Regions from separate parts of the Ovis aries genome. Here region 1 is linked to region 2. The links are chromatin contacts, called in public Hi-C maps. All regions are on one chromosome and are shown on one strand. The core of a region is the stretch at or near the end of the contact, and the rest is flanking DNA. Distances in the headings are between cores, read along the strand shown.

Region 1 (5,807 bases), core at 2,550-5,049, 1.1 Mb after region 2:
CCTGAAGAAGTAGGTTTATAAAATACACCCAACAAAATGGGCTGTTTATTCCCTGTCATTCTAGGAATGCCCATTCAGGAGCAGTTTAGAGAGCAGGTATGTCTAATAGCTCTCTCTAGCGTGCCCTCAGATCATACCTAAATCCAGTGTGGTTGGCTAAGGCAGCTATAACAAAATACCACAGCCCAGGTAGCTTAAACAACAGATATTTATTGTATCACTGTCTGGAAGCTTGGGGTCAAGGGCAAGGTGTCGGCAAGACTGGTTTCCTCTGAGGCCTCTTCCTTGGCTGTAGACAGGCATCTTCTCCCTATGCCTGCAGACCTTGCCTTCTTTCCGTGTGTATTTTGTGTCCAAATTTCCCCCCTTATAAAGACATTGGTCATACTAGACTAGGACCCACTCTAATGATCTCATTTTAAATTGGGTTTCTGTGGTGGCTCAAATGGTAAAGAATCTGCCTGCAATGCCAGAGACCTGGATTCAATCCCTGGATCAGGAAGATCCCCTGGAGTAGTAAATGGAAGCCCACTCCAGCATTCTTGCCTGGAGAACTTCATGGACAAAGAAACCTGGTGGGCTACAGTCCATGGGGTTGCAAAGAGTCAGACACAGCTGAGCGACTAACACTACCCTACTATACCTCCTTAAAGACCCTATCTCCAGTTATAGTCACATTCTGAGGTGCTGCGGGTTGGGACTTCTGAACCTGGCGGGGACACAATTCACTTCATAACCCTGGTTTTCCCCCACCGCCTCCAATTTCTTGTCTTCTTGCTGGCAAAATAGATTTATTCCATCTTGACGGCCCCAAATTCTTAACCCTTCCACCTTCAACTCTAAGAGGTCTACCTCAAATAACTTGGAGGGCTGAAATTTGAAGAGGCAGAAAGGGATCAAAGTAATTGTCACTCTCATCCAAACATGGAATCTAGCCCCAGTTTCCAGCACCACAGAGAGAAGTGCTGGCTAACTGGGCTACTCCCGATGGGAGACTTGCAAAACTCAGGACTCAGTTACGAGAAAGGGACTCTGTTTCTCCTGAGTCCACTGCACAGAACTTTCCGGGTGAATTGGGTGAGGGTCTATGGCAAAGGAGAATGCATCGCTTATCACCTCTTGTTCAAAAGGAGCTGATCGCCTCTGTTCTAGTAAGGAATACAGGGAGCTGATTCAGCTTGCTGAGGGTAAAAATAGTCAGTGGACAGCTTGAGTGAAACTTAGCCGTTCACCTGTTTCTCCTATCATCAACGGCAGAAAGTGTATCAAGGACCGCAAAGTTAGACACCACTGGAAAACCCAGGCTCTGTGGAAAAAACCCATCTCTCTGAAATTGAGAAGTGCCAGGGGAGCCTGATCAGGTTGAAAACAAGCAGCTGCTTCGCATGCTTCTCCTAGAACAGATGCCGGGGGAACCGCCGTCAACAGGAAACCTCGATGGTACCGGTGCCACATCGGAGAACCTTCTCCGGAACGCTTGCCCTCAGCGCGATCCCCCAGATCCCATCCACAGAGGAAGGCGCTGGGCTTCCCATCACCCTTTGCCAGCAGTCCAGAGTTCAGCTTCTGCTTCTGCCTGTCCCAAGGGGTGTTTGCAGGCCGAGTTCATTTTCAGTGGTGCAAGGCTGGTAATTTTGTCATTAAGGAGCCACCTTTAAGTCTGATTCACACACCTACTTAGATGCCTACGATTTCTGACTCATAACGTTTTGAATGTACAATTGAACCCTTGAGCCAGGCTTGCCACCAGCAAATAGAAATTCCCAGAGGAGGTGAAGGGGGAGGTATGGATATGGTCTTGGAAGTTCTCCTGTTTGCCTCAATGCTGTTCTGGTGCTTTAAGAAATCACATTCTACAGGCAATTCTACAGAGACTTAGAAAAGCCAAGTTAGAGATTTGATAAGGGAGAGAGGAATGGGGCTTTAGGGCTTAAGAAACATACATATGTAAACACACACACGTGTGTGCATTGAAGGAAATATATATATATATATATATATATATATATATATATATATCTTCAATGCATGAGACATGGGTTTGATTCCTGGGTGGGGAAGACCCTCTGGAGAAGGAAATGCCAACCCAATTCAATATTCTTGCCTGGAGAATCCCATGGACAAAGGAGCCTGGCGGGCTACAGTCCATGGGGTCTCAAGGGTCAGACATGACTTAGCGACTAATCCATCACCACTGCCGCCGTATAAAATATATACTATATATAGTCATACATGCACACACATGCTCACATAAACATATACACAAACATATACCTATATTCATTTTGAGAGAGAGAACAAGAGGCAGCTTGAGAAGAGCAAACATGCCCCAGTTTGCCCATCTTGAAACTTGATTAGATGGATTTGTCAGGTTGACAAACGGCCCCCACTCAGGGCAGACCCAGCGCACGACAAGCATAGGCAGGGCTCCTGCCCGCACCTCCCATAAGCAAACTGTGGAATGCAAGAAGCCTACACCGGGCTGCACCCGCAGACTAAAAATACCGCCAGCCCATCTCTCTGGAGGTTTGATTCTAGGCCGCAGGGGCCCTGAGGCCCGGCCCTGCCTGGAGGAAGCGCAGGGGCCTCCATCCGCCCCAGAGCTGATTGCCAAGGACCCGGCCAGGCAGCTGCTGGGCTCCAGCTCTCGGTTTGTGAGAGCCTTGCAAAGGCAGTGGTTCTAACTTCAGATCTTCTCTCCAAACTTTGATCTTCCAGCGCTGCTTGGCTGTAGGCAAAACATAAACTTGAGAGCTGCAACATGTTTTTCAAATTTTATTCCCCTGGCAGTTTTAGAATAAGGACAGGAATTATTTTCAAATGAGAATCTTTGACTGCATAACACAAGCTTCCAAAATTAAGCAGAAGCACATGGTGGCTCTTATTATTAAATTTCCCTTGGAAAACAATGGTTCAAATTATGGGAGGGGGAAGCAGTTTGATAAAACTTTGAAATGTGAAGCCTAAAGTTTAAAATAAAATTAAAAAATAGCTCTAGCCTTCTTTTATTTTTAAGATCATCATGGAGTTTTTCCAGCCCTGCCATTATTATTCTGTATCTACCAATGGCTCAAAAATTGAATGCTTGGGGTTTAAAATACAAATGTCAAGCTGAAAATCAGATGCTAAGGGGGTTCCTGAAGTACAGAGAATATTTTGGGCTGCCCGATTAGAGCGTCTCCCCAGAAAGCATGCTTTTAAGAAAGTAAAGCTAGAGAGCTTAACTGTATTCCTTTTTGCACCTGATTCTGAGTCGTGTTGAGCGAGCAACAGAATCCTTCTGGCAAGGTGTGCTGTGCATTCCAAGCCTGCTTTTGGCTGATGGTATTCAGTGTGGCCTCAGCTAGGGCCATTGGCATCCTCTAGCAGCAAAATAAACCAACACGTCGCTTTCTTCTCCTCCCCAAGCCATTCCCAGACAGGATTTGGGAAGAGGTTGTTCTCAGAGGCTGTACTATCTCAGACCTCTCAGGCACTACTTAATTCTCCCTTCCCTTCCAAGATAACATCAGTTGCTACCTTCTTGATGGAGCTTTTCTGATGACCTCATTCAAGTTTCCCGTGTCCTTCTCAGCCCACATCCTCATCGTGTGTATCACTCACTTGGAACTCACGATTTCCTGCTGGACGTGGTCAGTGATCTCAAAGCTGTGGCTTTTCCCTTCCCAACTCCTTTCTAAAGCCCACAGTGGTGGGAACCAGCTCTCTTCACCTTCAGCATCCTTCATCGGGCCTAGCTTGGTGCCCTGGGCCTGCACCTGGGTTCCTGGGCCGGGGACAGCAGGGGACAGTCACAGAGCTCTGATCATAACAAGAACTTATCTTCTAGCATCACCCAGAGGACGCCCTGGGCAACAGACTCAAAGGGAAACAAAATAAAACCAAACTCCTTGCACTTCCTTCCCACTGCTGCCCTAAAAGAGGACCCAGTGGGGCCGTTTGATGGAGGCTGGGCAGCCAGCTGGGCTCTCTGGGGAGATGGCAAACACCACCGTGACCACGCAGCCAGACAGAAAAAAGGAAGGGAAGGTGAGGGAGTGGAGGCCCCCACTCTGATTCTGCAAATGAGTATTTTTTTTTTTAACTTTTGTCAGTTCTCATAACCGCCTTCCACCTTCGAGATGTAGCTTATGGTTAAGCTTCTCTGATTAAAGGCATGGTTTCCGCACAGTGTACTTTCGGTCATAATGATATCTAACCCCCACATCACATACACGCAGCAAATTCCCATGCCATCTCTGCAGCATTTTAAAACAGTATTAATACCAGTTGTAAGCAAACAAGAACATCATTCACAAAACTTTGTTTATGTAACTGAACTCCAGTTTGGAATGATTTCCTTTTCAGTTATAAGAAACGTCTCTTCCTTTTTCAAATAGCCAGCCTAATAGGCTCATTCAACATTTCGGGTAGGAATTTCACTGCCTGAATTAGGAGAAGACATCACGGGTGCAGAGAGAGAACTTTGCCCGGGTGTCACGAGTGATTTAAGGCCTGGCCCCTCAAAGTGCGGTCTCAGTGCCGTCGCCTGGGAGTTGGTTAGAAATGTTGCATGTCACTTGCTACTTCAGACCCTCTGAATCAGAATCTCTACTTTTCTTATTTTTTATTTTTATTTTTCCCTTGTTTAAAAAAAATTTTTTTTAATTTGGAGTATAATTGCTTAACAATGCTGTGTTAGTTTCTGCTGTACACCAACATGAATCAGCTACATGAGTGCATATATCTGCTCCCCCTTGGACCTCCCTCCCATCTCCCACCCACCTCGGTCATCACAGAGCAGTGAGCGGAGCTCCCTGTACAATACAGCAGCTTCCCAAGAATCTCCACTTGTAACGTGATTCCCAGAGACTCATACACATGTTAATATTGACTATAAGCATCCTCTACACACTCTTTCTCAACTGAAAAAATTTTCCCCACCAATCTGTCATTTCTGCCAAAAATGGTCATTGTAGAGATTTATAAGAAGAAGGTTTACTCATGTTGTTTTTTTGCCTTTAAGTGGCAAATTCACCCAAGAGAAATAATTTATGAAGGCAAATCAGCTACTAGGACTGAGATGCCCAAGTGGACTCAGTTGCTCTTTTCAGTGGTGAAAGTACCTTTGCAAGTGACTGAAAGAAGGAGCGACTGCTTTGCATTCTCTAGGACAGGGCACGGGGGAGTCCCCAGGTACCCAGATGTGGTCCAGGAGGGCTTCTCACCTGCCCCAGGCAGTGTGGATCCAGATGTGCGAAACAGAATCCCCACAGCGGTGAACTTCCCATAGTAACAAAATAACGCTTCCCTGGTGGCTCAGATAGTAAAGAATCTGCCCACAATGCAGGAGACCTGGGTTTGATCCTTAAGTCAGGAAGACCCCCTTGAGAAGGGAATGGCTACCACCTCCAGTATAAGAATATTCCATGGACAGAGGAGCCTGGTGGGCTATGGTCCATGGGGTTGCAAAGAGTTGGACATGACTGAATGATTAACACTTCCAACCTTCCCAAATGGGCAACCAAATCCAGGAGGGACTGAGAGTCAGAGAAGAGAGTCAGGGAGCCAGTGAGGATGAAGGGAAGAGAGAGAGGCTGCAATGGGCACGTCGGGGAGTGAACGGGTCGAGGCCAGAGATGCTGGCCTGTGTGTGCTTCCCCTCTGGGCCTGTCAATGGAGGTGAGGGCTTGCGTAAACAGAATTAATCTGAAAGGCCAGGAACAAGTGTTCTCATATCCGTCTAGCTCTGGTGTGTGTGGAGGTCACAGTCACACTACCAGTGATTTCCACTACCCCGCTCACCCCTGCCAGTGTGGCTCCAGAGC
Region 2 (5,314 bases), core at 2,773-5,272:
AAGCATGTGCTATCTCAAGACAGCCTAGTATGAACTGTCACCTTTACAGACTCCAAAACAATGCAGAAGATGATGATACAGAGGGAAGGGGGAGGACCATATAAATCATACTAACTGCTGAGATTCAAAATACAGCAAAAATAACACTATTATACAGAGAATGGATAAACGACAAGGTCCTACTGCACAGCACAGGGAAATACATTCAGTGTCCTGTGATAAACCATAATGGAAAAGAATATGAAAAAGAATGTATATACATATGTATCTACTGGACAGCAGAAATTAACACAGCGCTGTAAGCCAACACCACGTTTTTATAATTTTTTAAATTTCAAAATAATTTTTTTTAAAAGTTAAAACAAAATACAGCAAGAAGAGCACAGGATTTAAGGACTCGGGCACACCGGGAAGTTTAGATGAATGTTGCAGCTGAGGTATCTGGGGAGCTTCATGCTGTCTGTCCTCTGGGTGCCTGTGTCCCTCCCCAGAGCAGTCTGGAAGGTGGCTAGTTCCTACTGATATGTGGGTGCTTCAGGTATATTAAGAACCTGATTATCTTCCAAAACAGCTACTCCATCTCCAGCACAAGTTGGCCTCCTTGGACACTGCAGCCACTGGTCCTGGATTTAACTTCCAGAGCTCCGCGGCGTAAGCGTCAGCCCTTTTCACATACTGAGCACTACCGCCACGCCTCTCCTGCCTTGCACCTGTAACGGAAGCCTGACCTCTCGCAGGCAGACCGTGCCCACCCAGCTCCCTGCAGCCGTTTCTCACTGTGTATGTTTTCATTTCCCTTTCATACCAAAGAATGATAGCTTTTTTCCACTTTTATATTTGTGCAATTAGAAGACTGATTCAATCAACGGCTATCCTTTCATTCTAAGATGTCAACTTGAAAGCATGAATTTTACAGGCCCTGATCAAATGGTAGCTCTTTAGCGAAGACCGTCATTAAGTATAACCTAAATAATTATCCAACTGCTGATTCACAGTTACTGGCCTTCCCAATGGATTACATTTCTTTCCACAAAGGATGAGTCTAAGTTGGAATCACTGAAGGTAACCACCAATCTGAGCGTGGCAGAGATTCCCATACCCTCCTTCTATTTTAGAATCATTCTGTTAAAACCCTCAAGCCTCCTTTGTGGGCAACTGAGATGCAATTCAAGGTTAAGACATTGCTTTTCAATTAAAACATGTTCAGTTATTAATCCTGAAATTTCTTTTTTGTCCCTTCTAGATCATGTTTAGCTTTTAAAAGAACCCATACCCAATGACCTTTCTATTTTCTCTGCCTCAACTATTATGATAGACAGCATAACTAAGTGAAAATTAACACAATATGAGAGTTGAAAATATGTAGGTTCTAACTGTAACTGGTTTCTTTACTTGTTATATAATCTTGGGTAAGTTACTCAAACCCAAAATGGAGAAAATAACACTGGAAGTGACAGTGACTAAATCTCAGGTTTATTGCAAGGAGCAGTAGTATGCAAGACAGTTGGTACACAAAGGTGCCCAATAATTACCGACACTGTTAGGTGTTTCAGCTGAAAATACTTGCTTACTACATATAAGTAAGAGTCTACACAGTTTAAGAAACCTGAGAAGTCAGGCTGCTTTCACTTATGATCCTCTTTGCACTCTACGTTGTTCGTGTCCATTTGGTTTAAAATCTTTCTCCTGCAGAATGACAGCGAAATTTTAAATGATCTATAAATATGTTTGAGAAGGTGGCTGTTCTGACTAGATGTTGGCTTTTATCCACGCATATTACCTAACTTTAATTTTCTAAAGATCACCTGAGAGCCCCTGAAATAATACATTCTTTTCCATAAAGGAAGTTGAAAACATTCTCTGTGATATCAGAAGGTCTCTCTCGTAGTATATTTCAGGAACAAATGGATCAATAACGATAGGTCTAGATCCATGGATCCATCTAATCAGCTTGACTCTCCAGGATCCATTCCATTGCCCGTGTCTGTGGAATAATATTCCAATTTGAAGAATTAGCTTTGCTCTGCTTGCTTCCTTGGCCACAGACAGCATTTCCTAACCCTATTTACTTCTCCCTCAGAAACATTATTTCTGGTCACATAAGAGACAAGAAAAAAACCACAGTGAATGGCCAGCACAAACCCATCAATAGAATAACTCAGAAATAGATGCGAGACCAATACTGCCATCTGTATATATGAGAGTCAGGATTTGCCCACTTACAAATACATAATAATGTGACTAGAAAAAAAGCAGATTCCTTTAACCTACAAATCAATTCTAAGGATGGCACCCAGAAAATCCATATTTCATTAAAGTCCTATTTTGAGAACCTTTTCATCTAGATAAGCAATGAAGTTAAAAGGCAGCCAATGAAAACAGCTTTATCAATACTGATTGTAAATTTTTTTGCAGTCTTTAACAATAGAGTCTTCTTATAGTTACATACCATATGGTTTTAGATATATCTATGCTAAAAATAGAAGACAGAACTAAAATATAAACATTATTCAATAATTGCTAATTGATCAGAGAGTATATTTATTAATTCAGCAAATCTAGCTGATGTGGTCATTCTGGAAGGTGCTGGGGATGCATGGTGAATAACTTAGATGTGGGCCCTGGCCTGTGTGGGGCTTACAGCGATCCTTGGTAGAATTTTCACGGAGTGATCAATTTACTGAGGTGATTTTAACAGCAAGGACCAGAAATTCATTCTGCCTTGCTCAGGTAAAAGGAGATTTAACAGGAAGATTTCTTTTTTAAAATTTTATTTATTAGAGGATAACTGTTTTATAATGCTGTGGTGGTCTCTGCCATACATCGACGTGAATCGGTCATCATTATATACATGTCCTCTCCTCCTGAGCCTCGCCTGCCGCTTTCATCCCTCTATGTCACCCACAGCACCCGGCTGGGCTCCCTGTGTTACACCCCCGATGGTTACCTACTTCACATGGCAGCGTATACACACGAAAGCTACTTTCTCACGTTGCCCTGCCCCCCTTCCCCCGCAGCGTCCACGAGGCTGTTCTGTATGTCTGTGTCTCCATTTCTTGTCTGTAAATAGGTTCGCCAATACTATTTGTCTAGATTCCATATACGTATTTGTTAATATAGCATATTTGGTTTTCACTTTCTGACTTATTTCACTCTGTATAGCAAGTTCTAGGTTTATACTCTTCATTAGAATGGACTCAAATTTGTTCCTTAGGAATAAAACTACTATGTGACCCAGCAATCCCACTACTGGGCACATACCCTGGGAACAATCAGACTTCTAAAGGACACATGCAGCCCTGTTCCTGGAGCACTGCTTACAAGAGCCAGGACATGGGTGCAGCCGAGATGTCCATCGACAGACGGAGGGACATGGATGAAGAAGCTGCGGTACACGACGGAATATTACTCAGCCGTAACAGGAAGATTTGGTGACTAAAGCTCAGGGCCTGGGGAACTCCTGTGACCTACGGCCATCCCTTGTCCCCAGGGGCCATCCCGGCCTCTCCCACCCCTGTTGGTACCTCTCTCTCTGGCTTCTGCCCACTCTGGACCACACCCTGGACTCTTCTTTCACAGGAGCTCCCAGGACATCCTTCCAGGTTCTGAACCTGCCCCTAACTCCCTCTTTGTTTTAGTAGTTCTGAGTTCAGAATGCTGAGATCATCTGAGGGCCTGGCTCATCATTCTGAAGCAGAAGTGGACCATCCCATGAACAGGCCAGCCTGGAACCAGATGTCCCCCTCCCCCAATTTGGCAGGGCATACCCAAAGGTCCAGCAGTAAGGAATCTGCCTGCCAACGCAGGAGACATGGGTTCAATCCCCGGGTTGGGAAGATCCCCTGGAGAAGGAAACGGCAACCCACTCCATTATTCTTGCCTGGAGAAGAAGACTGGTGGGCTACAGTCTTATTGTAAGGTTGCAAAGAGTCAGACATGACTGATTCGAGTTAGCACACAAATACATATACACACTCACACACGCATGCACAGAGAGGAGGGGAGCAGAGTTTAGGGACAAACTACTTCCTGGAGTTTTCATTTTAAAACTCTCTCTCTGTGTCTGTGTGTGTGTGTGTATGTAGATGCAGATATGAAAATCACTTTCGTTTTATCACTGAGGGGAAAACCATCATAGTCCACCAACTCAAGCCAAGGCCAAGATGTCTAACTGAATTACAAAATTTAATAGCTGCCACAACTCCTCCAACATAAACAGATTTTAAAGATATGCAACTTCAAATGAGGTGGCTGCTGGCAACGCTGTTTTTTATGCGGGGATGCACGGAGAGTGCCCTGGTAAACATCCTTCTCCTGATCCTCGCGCTCACAACAGACATCACAAACAAAAAAGGCATTCAGTGTTTCTGCTCTCTTTGTTTCCAGGGAGTATTATGAAAGTAATTATTCTGTTGTATTTAAGAAGCCTATTGCATGGATGGGAAAATGTATTAAATTTCATTTGGCAGTTATTCAATCCTTGTTAATGTTATCTCCAGCAATAACTGCTTCAAAACAGGCTTTCAGACCTCAGTTCCTTCTCCCCTACCATAATCCTTCTAAAAGAGTATAGGGTGGGAACTTTAGGAAATTTGTCATTAGTTTTTAGATCCAGAGATAATGACACAAAACCAGAAATGCTGTTAGAAACATTTTGGTATCTCAAAATGAAAGTCTGTAATTAATGGCATCGTGTTCAAAAATTTCCTTTTGACAGAGGTGTTTTTTAGAAAGAAGGAAAATAACAACAAGAGAATGGGCCCAGAAAAAAAGTCCTGGTAACTTTTACTTTTCTCTCTTTTAACTTTCTCTTGTTTTGCTATAATCATTAAAAAAAAATGTTGATGGGCTTTTTACTGTAATTAGACACCCATTGACAGAGAAAACAGTTTTGGTGTCTGAACTGTAATCTCCTCATGAAATATCAATTATACATGACAGTCAGAGAGTGCTCGATTTCAGTTTCAATTATCTTGCCAGATCTGTGTCATAACAGAGGAAAGCAAACATTTTCTCAAATGTGCAAAAAATACCACTGAGTCCAAAAGGGGCATCTTTTACAGAGGTGGGAAGTGGTCTTGCAAACTTTAATAGCTCACAGATGGGAACTCGGAAGTTCATGAAATAGCAGTGGTAGATATTGAGAAACAGTATCAGAGGCACTGAATTCTGTAGAAAACGAGAGTAGGCTCTGCAAACCAACTCTTTCGTGTGAGAAAGCTGTGGCATCTGGGAGACCCTTCAACCACGAATATAATTTCCACATTCCTCAGTTTTAAAAAATTAACAGACCATTTTTAAAAACTCATGTGAT

The links. A called contact is a pair of places that touch in the nucleus more often than the background predicts.
Region 1: a contact with region 2 is called in a Hi-C map of hypothalamus, with 3 times the contacts expected there. The contact joins two enhancer-like sites. A contact is called at or near these places in 2 of 16 Hi-C or Micro-C datasets (hypothalamus and omental adipose tissue).

The regions. Positions count from the first base shown.
Region 1 is chr23:56,036,627-56,042,433 of ARS-UI_Ramb_v3.0, forward strand. No RefSeq gene overlaps it. Among named protein-coding and RNA genes, the nearest start is that of TRNAC-ACA, 110 kb to the left of the region's middle. Within about 2 kb of position 3,800, at least 11 of the 54 cell types and tissues checked have an H3K27ac peak or open chromatin away from gene starts, as enhancers often do. A contact at or near this core is called in hypothalamus, where this site is marked.
Region 2 is chr23:54,956,024-54,961,337 of ARS-UI_Ramb_v3.0, forward strand. All of the region lies in intron 14 of TCF4 (transcription factor 4), which reads right to left. Among named protein-coding and RNA genes, the nearest start is that of CCDC68, 280 kb to the left of the region's middle. Within about 2 kb of position 4,023, at least 8 of the 54 cell types and tissues checked have an H3K27ac peak or open chromatin away from gene starts, as enhancers often do. A contact at or near this core is called in hypothalamus, where this site is marked.